Linked DNA regions of Mus musculus: region 2 is linked to region 1. A link is a contact called in public HiChIP or PLAC-seq data. All regions are on one chromosome and are shown on one strand. The core of a region is the stretch at or near the end of the contact, and the rest is flanking DNA. Distances in the headings are between cores, read along the strand shown.

Region 1 (5,704 bases), core at 1,753-4,252:
CGCACCCTGTAACTTCAGTTCCAGGAGGTTCGACACAAACATATAGGCAGGCAAAATATCAATGTACAGGAAATAAAGATAAACATTGAGGATGCAATGAGGGAGTCCTTGACACCAGCTTTGTTAGGGGCTCTTCCAATGCATCTAGACCTAAGAAATGCCCCGTTGCTACATTCTTTTGTCCATGATTTAACATTCTCACTTTACACTAGAATTTTATTATGAGAAATAGAACAGATGGCAAGAAGAGCTAGAGGTGAATAAGAACCAGAAGGAGACCTAAGGCTGATACTTACTCGGGTTACTTATAATGCACACAGCCTACAAAGTAAGGGAGAGCAAAAACCCTGCAAGTATATGACTTTTATGCTTCATTTATTAGTTTCATGTGGTGAGTTTTATGGCCTTTAGAATGTGGACAGAGATTGAGTTTCACTTTTAAAAGGAGTACTTTGCTCTGTGGTCCAGTGCATGACCATCAGACAACAAATTAATTCTCCCCATAAATACTTAAATGTGCTTCAGCTCGCACTTCTCCTTCGTCTTTTGTTGGGTTTGACTTTTGTAACAATACCCATTGTGCCCAGTGAGTGTCTGCTGTCAGCTGGCTCTTAATGAACCTGAAAGGCATTGAGGTCCCCAGCAAGCCAAGATGCTGAATAGTGGAGTCTCAGTTGAGAAAAAAAGAAAACAGCCCATAGCAAATGTTTGTTCTCTGATTCATTGTCACAGATCGATCGGCTGTACATTTTCAACAACTTAAAAAAATGAGGACGCCCAAAGTTCTTAAAACTTTCTAGAAATGGTTAATGTAGCATTTGTGGACCATGGTTGTATGTTAGGAAAACCCAAGAAGTGTTTCACTTCCCCAGTGCCCTGGCTACAAACTTCTCTAATTCAACCAGAATCTTTGTGTTTAGACCTGTGTAAGTCCTGTGTGTATGTATATACATTCCTGTGTGTGTGAAGATGTGCTTGTATATATCCTGCCCATGCATTTCAGCATCTGCCCTAAATCATCACAGCAATACACTGGTTTTGAAACACGATCTCTCAATGAACCTACAGCTTGAGGATTCAGCAAGAGCGGCTGGCTGTCCAACAACCTTCGGGGGATTTTCTTTGTCTTTGTCTCCCCTGTGCTAGAATACCCATATAGATTATTGTCTTGCCTAGTTTTATGTAATCTTCACACAAGCTAGAGTCATTGGAGAGAATGCTTCCTTTAGATCAGGCTATAGGCAAGCCTGTAGAACATTTTCTTAATTAGTGATTGAATGTGGAAGGGCCCCGTTGTCGTTGATTACCACCCCGGCCTGGTGGCTCTGGGTTCTAAAAGAAAGTAGGCTAAGCAAGCCATTGGAAGCAAGGCAGTAAGCACTACCCATCTGTAGCCTATGAATCAAGTCCTTCCTCTGGGTTCCTGACCACTTGGAGTTTCTGCTTTGGCTTCCATGGACTCTGATTCAGGATGTGTACGTCAAATAAACCCTTTCCTCCCCGAGTTGCTTTTGGTGGTAGTGTTTCACCAAAGCAAGATTAACTCTAAGGCAACTGTCTTATCACTTCTCACAGGGGCTCTAGGCATCCAAACTCAAGTCCGCTTGCTTGTATAGCAAGCACTTTAACAACTAAGCCATCTCCCCAGCCAGCACTTTAACAACTAAGCCATCTCCCCAGCCCCGTGCACTGGGATTTTTTTAAACACTCGCGCATTCTAGACTGCTCATTCCCTTCTGTTTAAAGGAATAGCTCCATTATCAGAAAACAATAATTCAACTCTTATGAAATCCCATCCATGGACATGTTAAAGAGATGTGGAAAGGGCTTTGTTCAAGTTACACACACATTTTTACCTGCCCGCTATCACTTTAAAACTTGGATGGATCTTCATTTAAAGAAAAGGGAAGTCCTGATAAAAATGGTAGTGTGCAGTGCCTCTTAAAACACTAGCACTTCAGGACCTTGTCACTGGCTTATCTGAGGGACAAAGAGCTGGTGCAGACTCTTTAGAAGGGGCTATAAGCTTTCTGGTTCTCCACAGACCCTTCCAGTCCTCAGCCTGTTCCCTACCAGGCAGCACTCTGGATATCTGTTTTTGACTCAGTTCACAGAAGTCTGTCAAAGCTCAGGTTCCTTTGTCTCTTCCGTATCCCACACAGGAGATTCAGCATGTGCCAAAGAGCTGCCTTTGACCTGAACGCTCATGCCATCCCTTCACGTCTCTGGTATTGGAAAGGTTATCAGGTTCCTCTCTGAATTCTACTCCAGCTCCTTTCCCCCACCCCAGAGGCTTTGTTCTGTGCTTTTGCTTTAAGAATGAAGACAAAGCCTGACGATACATCTATTCTCCTAAGACTCTAGTTCCTCAAGGCTGAGTGCCAGCTCCCTGATTTGTTTCCCGTCCAGAGCTGCGAATACAGAGACCGCCAACAGGGCAAGGCCATTTTGCTAATGACCTTCGTAGGGCTGACTGCACAGCCAGTCAACAGCAGATCTGAAAATAGAACTCAGGACTTTCAAATCATTGTTCTGCTTGCTGGGCTGTATTTCCTCCCATAAGGGCCTGGTTAAGCAACGTCCTGTTTTGCACAAGCAGAAGTCACAATACACATATGAGAAACTGGACTGGACACAAGGATCACAAGACCGCACCCACCCTTAGGAAAGATGGCTCTGTAGCATGAAGCAGTGCGATTTGTTTCTAGTCCTGCCGGTTTGGGTTGCAAGCGGGCTCACAGCTGGTCAAATCATTGACTTTGCAGTATGTGGTGTTTTAGGAATTTTCAGAGTGCCAAGTGTCAGGTATTTGCCTGACAACACACCAAAAAGACATTTATGCAAGTGACAGAACAGTGTCGTAAGGTGGCCACCAGCTTGGGAATCACTGTGTTTGTGGTGCAAGTGCCATGGGAGAACCAGAAGCTTGGTGGCAGATCATTCTTTTAGGGTATTCCTTGTGGCCTGTAGAGGGCAGATTGAAATCGCAGAGATGCCCCTAGGCACTGTAGTCATCCTGGACTTGGAGGCTGAGGCAAGAGGACCTCGTGATCAAGACCAGGCAGTTCCTTTATTACCTCGAGCTGCCTTAAGGGAAGGAAATGGGGTGGGGGTGGGGGACGACGAAACAGAACAAAACAAACAAACAAAATGACTGGAATTGTCAAAAGTCAATCAATAAGGGAGTTTTATTTGGGAGCTGACAGCAGGATTACGTACAGTCCAGAACACAGGTATACAGGTGGCCACTTGCATGTCCTGAGAACAAAGGAAAGCCTGGGGGGTTTTAGCAAGCAGAGAAATCTACACATGAACATACCTGGTCCTTCTCACTGCCTGTGGGAATGGCAAGGTCTGATGGATGGGTGGGGCAGTGGGTAAAGCTAGTTTGAAGATTGTAGTTGGCAGTTACGCTGTTAGCTACTAAATAAATCAAGTCTTGAACATGCCCAGGGTGTTCCTTTGGACTGTTTCTGGAAGATTGGATCTGGAGCAGGCATGTATTGGTATGATTTCCCTTCCTTGCCTCCAGCCCCCGCCCCCCTCCACCTTAGTGGGGTGTGGTAGGAATGCTTACAGAAGGTTGGGGGGTGGTTTACACTTCCTGATGTTCCTTCAAATTGTTGAGACCTCTCTGTTCCATGCTAGCCCACGTAGAGGGCTTGCTAGCCCTTCAGTGATCTTCAGTGTGTTCTTGGAGAGCAGAGCCTGAGGATGCTAGCTGTTTTTGCCTCTCAGTCAAGCTCCTGGCCGCTCCGCAGGACATAACAGAGTGGATTCCAGGACCCTGAACTAGCTGTAGTACGTGAGCCCTGGATCTATGTCTCACACCTGCCAGACTTGAATCGAATGGCTTTGTGTCTTTGCGTCTGTTTGTTAGTCTGTAAGACAGGCGCGGCAACAGCTGGTAAGACCTCGGAGTCATTATGAAATTGAAATGAGTTGTTATTCATGGATTGCTTCAAAAGATTCTAGACAAAGATAATAGGTTTAGTTGTAGGCAATCAATAAACGACCTAGCAACGGGAAACAACTGCAGTTAGCTATGTGGAACAGGCCGAACACACCACAGGACCCTCCTTCCTTCTCTCCTTCTTTAGAGAAGCCTGCTTTATAGTTCAAAAGTGGGCCCTTGAGATCTCATTCCTCATTGCTCCATACTACAGATAGAGCAACTGAGGCACAGGGAAATTAGGTGATTTATTTATGTTTACCCACCAGGCACGTGACAGGATGGAAGGACAGGGCACTGTATGTACTGATGTCACTCACGGTTTTGCCATCGTTGTGCCAGTTTGGTATTTATTTCCTAGGAAAAAACCATAGAGGAAGCTGCTTGTGATGTTCTTCAGATGCTTAGATAGAATCGTTTACAGACACTTTGGAAGCAGCAAAACATGCAGAAGTACCCATGGGCGGTGATGGCAATGACTAATGCACACATGAGGACTCTTACTGCAGCCTCACTTAGCATATCAAACGGCGTTAAAAATAATAATTAGCCTTGGGAACCCAGAACAAGAACACCCAGTCATTTTGACACACCTAACTGCAATTTGATCTGTGTGTGTGTGTGTGTGTTTCACCTACTCATAGCGGCAGCTGTTCAAGAAACGAACAAAAGACTGTGTGGAAAATGGCAGCGTCAGGAGGTTGTGCTTTCTTTGTTAAAACATGGGAGATGGTGTGTGTGTGTGTGTGTGTGTAATTATTTCCTTGAATGTGTACATGTATACATACATATATATTTTACAGATTTTTACATGTCCTTCAATAGCTTCCTTAGCCATAACTATAAATAGAAATGATGAATGACATTTTTTTTTCTTTCTCAAACCTCAGTTGCTATAACCTAATGTCATGGAAAGCAAATCAAACTGGAGGCTGGGAAATGGAGAATCCGGCCCTTGCTTCTCCATCAAGTACATCTTTGGAAGAGGCCTGGGGAGTTTCTCAGTCTATCAGGGCCACCAATGTTTCAGTCTGAAAACACTACTTTAGTTTGTCATTACCTATACAAGTCCTAATATCTTTTATGTCCTTTCCAAGGAACTTTTATAATAATAAAGAATTTATTTCTGACAGGGGAGGGGAAACATACATCTCAAATTCTAAATCCAGACCTTCACAGTTAACAATGTGCATTAAATTTAGTAGGCTTGTTTTCTTTGTTGTTGTTGTTTTGTTTTGTTTTGTTTTTTTGCTTTCCCTCTGTCCTCCTGGTCTGATTTATCCCTGTAGAACTAACTGTGATTGAATTGAAAGTGTACCTTCAAAGAAAAGTCCGTATTGAAACCCATAGAAACCCAAGACCCATCCAGGAGTGGCAGCAGTCACATAAACCAAAGCAACACCAAAGGTGCTTGATGTTTGGAAAGGTGGGGCTGGGGCTGGGGCTGGGGCTGGGGCTAAGTACCTCCCTGCTTGGCTTCTTCAGTGCTCAAGCCCCTTCCCGTGAATAAATTCTATTTTATCTGTAACAATTCTGACCCCCGTGTTTTCCCTTGCCGATGAGGACAGCATGGTACAAGTAACAAAATACTCTGAACAATGAAAAACCAGTATTTGGCTCAACACCATCAGCACGTACCGATGACAAGCCTGTGTAGAGCCAAGCTCCTTCTCCGCCATCAGCTGAGAATTTTACTTGAGTGAGAAAACACACTCTGTGGCTCAGGCAAGCATGAGGAAAAGAATCACTCAC
Region 2 (5,704 bases), core at 1,282-3,781, 130 kb after region 1:
AAGCAGTAGCTGAGAGCTTACATTTTGATCCAAAAGCATGAGGCAGAGAGGGCTAACCGAGATTGACATGGGTTTTTGAAAACTCAAAGTCAGGCTCAGGTAACACACCTCCTCCAACAAAACTACACCCCCTAGTTCTTTCCAAACAGTTCCACCAACTGGAGACCAAGTATTCAAACCTATGATATATGGGAGGCCATTCTCTTTCAAACCAACACAAGGGAGAACATTAATTTGAGGGGTTTCTTAGAACAGTGGTGAGTTTATAATATGGGAAGTTCTAAAAGAAGAAGCAGAGCGAATATTATGGGAGTTTATGCTAAGTACATGTGGTTTACAGAAGGGAGAGATGCTTCCTAATACTCCTGGAGCCTCACCATCATCTTCAGCAGGACTAAACTCTCTCCACTGAGCAATCTCACTACATGCTATGCAAGATAGTGTATGTATAAATTACAGGTAGGAGTGTGATATCCCAGTTAAGATGAGACAATGGTAGACTGTCTTTCTGACATACCCAAAAGTCCCACGCTTGATCCTCAGCACTGCAGGAAAACAAAATCAGGATATAAACACAGATACGGGCAGTGTCACAAAAGTGCAATAGCATGGAGTGTTCGCTCTCCCCCAACCATCTAAAACTCTGTTTATGACTGATTCTGTTTACCGGGCACTTTAAAGATGTACTTAGCTTCAGAGCTGTATTAAAGTTACATCTTCCTACATTATGTCTGACATACCAGTTGTTTTTTAAACTATGAATTTTATATTTATTTAAAATATTGGTAACTTTAATCTTGTTTTTTAAAAGATCATCATTATTATTATTATTAATTATTATTATTATTATTATTATTATTATTATTATTATTATTATTATTGGTGTTCCTAAATGTTATGGCAGTCATATTCATCTGTGGAAAATCTTCTTAGATTTCAGTTTTATATTCATTTTACAAGCATTCAGGCAGCATTTACTAAGTGCCTAGTATTATGCTACATAAAAGTTGATTAGCAGATGATCGTGGCTCAGCTTTGGGATTGGGCACAAAATAGCTGAGGCTATGAAAATATAAACCAATAGTTAAAATGGTAGAAGGCTGGACTTTTCTTGTCACTGTGATAAAATATCTGTCCCAAATCACTCAAGGAAGTAGGGTACATTTGGATCACAGTTTGAGGGTACGTTATGTGTCAGGAGGGACTGACAGTGTGGAGTGAGAGTCTGTAGTCAGCAAGCAGGGAGGAATGGAAGCTGGTACCTTCTCCCTTCCCTCTCTTCTTTATTCTAGAAATCCAGCTGATGGGATGATGCCACCAACACCCAGAATGGTTCTTGTCTCCTTGGAGAAGCCATTCTTGAAACCCTTTCAGAGGCTGGCCTTGAGGTGTCTCCTGGGTAATTCTAAATTAAGTTGAAAATTAAGATTAACCACCATAAGTATTATCAAGTATCTCTAGGAAGGAAATGTTCGGGAAATGTTATCAAGTATCTCAAGGAAGGAAATGTTCGGGGGTTTTCATGACCTGTTTTATACAGCCTCTGTAGTTTTCCCTCGTCACTGCTCCTCAGACCACCGTGGGAAAAGTCAGTGTGGTTCCAGTGTTGCTGGATCTGTGCTATGTCTCAGCCTTCAACTTGCTCAATATGTTTGCAAAATCCCACACTTATTCAGTTCCTCCTTCTAAAGAAACTCCCCTTAGTGCCTGGGAGGTCACTTTTTCTTACTTTACTTCCTGCCTCACTGGGCTTTCTTCATTGGTTTTTTGTTTTACTTTTTAATCTACTTAAGGTCAAATCATCTGAATGCTGCCTTCCTGATCACTCTTCTTCTCAATTCTTTCTCGGACGCCCTATGTCACCTCACAACCATAAGTGCTGATTACAGGTAGTTCTCAAATGTCTGTCTCTGCCTTTGACATCGCCAGTGAACTTCAAGGCATGCTTACCCAACTGTTCAGCATTTCACAGAGAAAAGTCCAAATATCATCTCAAGCTTAACATGATAGAAATAAATAAAATAAAGTTAGACTATTGCTACCCACTCTATTTCTCCCTTAGTCCTCACTACCTTAATTAGTCCGAAGCCCCTCCTTCTAATCCCTTGGCTCTGCCCTTTACTATGTATTTCTTTTATACTCCATTGTTCCACCATGCCTTCAAACGTCATTCAGAAAGTGGTGTCTTAATCCCTCTGCTTTAGAACCCTAGATAGCAGTTGTCACCTTTAGCCAGGTCCTTCCACTTTGACCCTATCCTTCCTACTGCACTACACATAGCTGTCAATGTTCCCATTCACGCACAATGAATATGTTCCATTCTTTCATCTCTACTTTTCAATGCTTCTGATCTTAGGTCCTTTCCATGGCTTTAGCAAATCTTGCTCAACACTACAATTTTCATCTCATCCCACACCCATTTGGAGCCCTCCAACAATGCCAGCATCTTTGCACTGCATCCCACAGGCCAAGGAGGTTCTACCTCAGGTGCTTTGCACTTCCTGTTCTGTCCACCTTGACAACTTCCCGTTATACCCACATCTATTGCAGATTGAACTTGTCCTTGATTTTTATCACTGTCACTGAACCATTTCATCAATGTGACTTTTCTCGTCTACAAAACAGCCCTCCGCCTCCACATGCATCCTGTGTTCATCCTTCTTCACCCAGAATGTGTTTCCATTGTTCTCTTCATTCTGTAGAACCTAAATTCCATAATAATAGAAAGCTTATTTTTCGCTGTTGCATCTTTAGACCCAAGGACAGCATCTGGCACACAATATTCTTTCAGTGACTAATGAGTTTTAATTAATTAAGCAACTTGAGCTTGGAGAAAAAAAAAAAACCCAAGAGCCTACAAGGCAAGGGAAATGAGTATGAAAAGGAACACATTTGCTCCATCTAAAATAGAAGTTAAGTTGGCAAACTACAACCTCGGGCCAAATCAAATGCAGCCCGCTACCTTGTTCTTGTAAATAAAATTTTATTGAAGCCCAACCATGTTCTTTAACTTACATATTGTCCATGAGTGCTTTTGTTCTGTCACAGCAGGGCTGAACAGTGGTGACAGAGAACACATGGCCCCGAGACTCAAATATTTACAATTTGCCTTTTTATAGAAAAGAAGTCTGACAGTCCTTGGTCTACAGGACACGATGGTAAAAAGATGGAAGACCAGATGAAGGCAAGCCGGAGGGAATATCTATGAGCTTAGGTTTAATACACAGGCAGAAGGAGACAGACGATGGATGCTTTTAAGGCAAGGGAGTCCCTGGAAGGCAGAAACTACTTTTAATATAATTTGTGCTTGAAAGAGCACTGTGATATTTAAGCCTGGCATCCCTGTGACAGATGCTACCAGGGCTGAACCACAATACCACTGCCATTTCCAGAATCGAGGCTTAAAGTAGAAGTCAAACCCTCATAAAACCATCTGTTTCCCTCCCCTATCTCCTGGATGGCTCTCAGCTGGGAAATGATCTTTCTCCTATGGTGAGCCTCCTACAGAGTCTCCAACAAAGACCACTCTGACCTCTGGATATCTGGACAGAGACAATTCCAAAAGCCCCCAAAATAAGACTTTGGTTCTAGAGTCACGCGGAAACTGTTCTCAACACTCTAACTTTGTTGGTCAAATTGGAGGAAGCTCATGGAGCTTGAAAATATGGCTCATTTCTGTGAAGGGTGATAAGCAAATTTTAAATTTTTGGTGACTTATCTCACCAGACAGACCTCTCTCTGGTTCTCTCTCTGAACCATGTGGAGCGTGTTTAGATTCCACTACTGGGTGAGGTCGAACATGGCTGTGCCATTTCTCTCTGCTTGAATTTCACAGTACAGCGATCTTTCTCTGGAGGTTTGGTTCTTGTCATCTTGGTTCCAATCAGTCCTTAAAAGAGGACAGGAACACATTTTAAAGCAGGAAGAAAGAAGGAAGGAGGAAGAGGAAGAGAGGAGGATGAAGAAGATGAAGAAAAGAGGAGGAGGAGGAAGAAATAATATGATGTGAATTTCACAAAACAAAGTAGAGCTTTGGCTAGTGGCTAACTTGGGTGTAGGCAGTGCATCCTCTTCTTCCCTCTGAGAATGCAGTGGTGAAATCTCATCTGCCCCAGTGAGGCTGCTGCATTTAGTTTAATTTGATCTACGCTCATGCTCCCTGTATGCCTGCTCTCCCAGTGTATGGATCCAGGAAACACCACTTTTCCCCTTTCATCTCCTGAATCCTTCAGTCTGAAGACTCATTATTGATCACAGCCTCCAAGAATTCAAAGTATGGGTTATCATCTCAAGGAAGGATTGGAAATGTCCAGAGCCTTGCTGCTCGAAAGGGCAACAGAACTTTGATCTCTACCATTTTCTTTAGGGCCCATGCTTTGCTCCGCCTTTTCAGACTATCAGAAGGCAGGTCTGCTGGTTCCGCTACTTAATTTAATGCTTCAGTTTTCAGGAGGAGCCAGCCTGGTCGAGCTTTTTAGGCTCTTTCTACTTGGGATGTGATGAATCAATCAATTGCAGGCTTCATTTTGTAGACGTTGGTATCCATGATGGGGTGCTAGCTCAGCCCTAGTAGCAGACAGAGGTGGCTCCGATAATTACATTAGAACCGTGGATACACACTTGCCTTAGGGCTTTAGAGTTGGGCTTAATCAAATCTACATTTGACATTTCACAGCCCACGCCAAGGATTTGTGCAAAGAAATAGCCGAGCACCGCCGGTTCTGCCTTAGCCTCCTCTTAAGGAAACAGCAGGCCTTGCGTTGGTTACATTTCTGCCCTGTGGTACAGCACTCAGAGCTTCTCTGGGCCATGTGCTTTTGATCCACAAAACACAACGGTTTGTTTGCTTGCTTGCTGTACTTAATACTTCTCTTGCACCCAGGCCTGGGGCTATGCTGTGGTTTGAATGTGAAATGTTCCCTGTCTTGTCTTTAGGGCCTGCCACAATTTCTTAATTAACTCTCTGCAGCCTAAATGGGTACTCAAGGTAATCACAAAATAAAACAGAAAATCTTGGAATGGAAATGATGGTGAACAAGACTGGATATGCAAAGATGACATGAGCCTGGATCCCAAACCTCCATAGAGGTAGCACTGGACCTGTGGATTGGAAGCAGCTGGGGCTTCTTGTTTGTTTTTGTTTGAAACTTACTTTTGCTTTGTAGAGTTAGCAATTGAACAAAACAGACTAAAAGACAATGCCTGGCACTGAAAAGTTGAAAGTGCTTTTAGGTGATTCTCATCCGTTTCAAATAAGAACAGGAGATCTGCACAGTTCACCACCAAGTGTTTCTGGTTACATTTTTTTTCTAAGATTTATTTTCAAGCATGAATGCACGATTGCATGCGTGCTTGCATGTGTGTGTGTGTGTGTGTGTGTGTTCGTGTAGGTGCCCATGAAGTCCAGAGGGAGGCATCAGACCCCCTGGACTTGGAGTTCCAGGTGACTGCAAAGGTGATAGGAAGTAAATTATGATCTAGAAGGACAGGAGGCTCTCTTATCCACTGATCTTCTCAGACTGTGATACAATTTTTCTTTAGAGCATATTTGGAGAAATACTGACAAAAGTCAAGAAATTGAATCAAGAAGTCGTTTAATGAGTATAGTCACTGTCCCTGCCACTGAGGATGGTCCAAGCTAGACCATCACAGCCCTGTGTGAAAAGGAACAGGAAAAAAACAAAAAACAAAAAAACCCTCCAAA

Evidence for each region. HiChIP or PLAC-seq counts read pairs in DNA pulled down with a chosen protein or histone mark.
Region 2: an H3K27ac HiChIP or PLAC-seq map of bone marrow-derived dendritic cells shows a contact between it and region 1, with 4 times the contacts expected there. The contact joins two enhancer-like sites. A contact is called at or near these places in 1 of 15 datasets of contacts at CTCF or cohesin (pro-B cells), 8 of 484 Hi-C or Micro-C datasets (CD4 T cells, bone marrow, bone marrow-derived dendritic cells and 5 more), 3 of 115 datasets of contacts at active chromatin or transcription factors (bone marrow-derived dendritic cells, microglia and neural progenitor cells) and 1 of 9 other capture datasets (bone marrow-derived macrophages).

Annotation. Positions count from the first base shown.
Region 1 is chr10:96,330,454-96,336,157 of GRCm38.p6, forward strand. All of the region lies in intron 2 of Gm33782 (a long non-coding RNA gene), which reads left to right. Among named protein-coding and RNA genes, the nearest start is that of Gm33782, 24 kb to the left of the region's middle. Within about 2 kb of position 3,003, at least 117 of the 459 cell types and tissues checked have an H3K27ac peak or open chromatin away from gene starts, as enhancers often do. A contact at or near this core is called in bone marrow, bone marrow-derived dendritic cells, bone marrow-derived macrophages and 1 more, where this site is marked.
Region 2 is chr10:96,464,515-96,470,218 of GRCm38.p6, forward strand. No RefSeq gene overlaps it. Among named protein-coding and RNA genes, the nearest start is that of Gm33843, 130 kb to the right of the region's middle. Within about 2 kb of position 2,532, at least 53 of the 459 cell types and tissues checked have an H3K27ac peak or open chromatin away from gene starts, as enhancers often do. A contact at or near this core is called in bone marrow, bone marrow-derived dendritic cells, bone marrow-derived macrophages and 1 more, where this site is marked.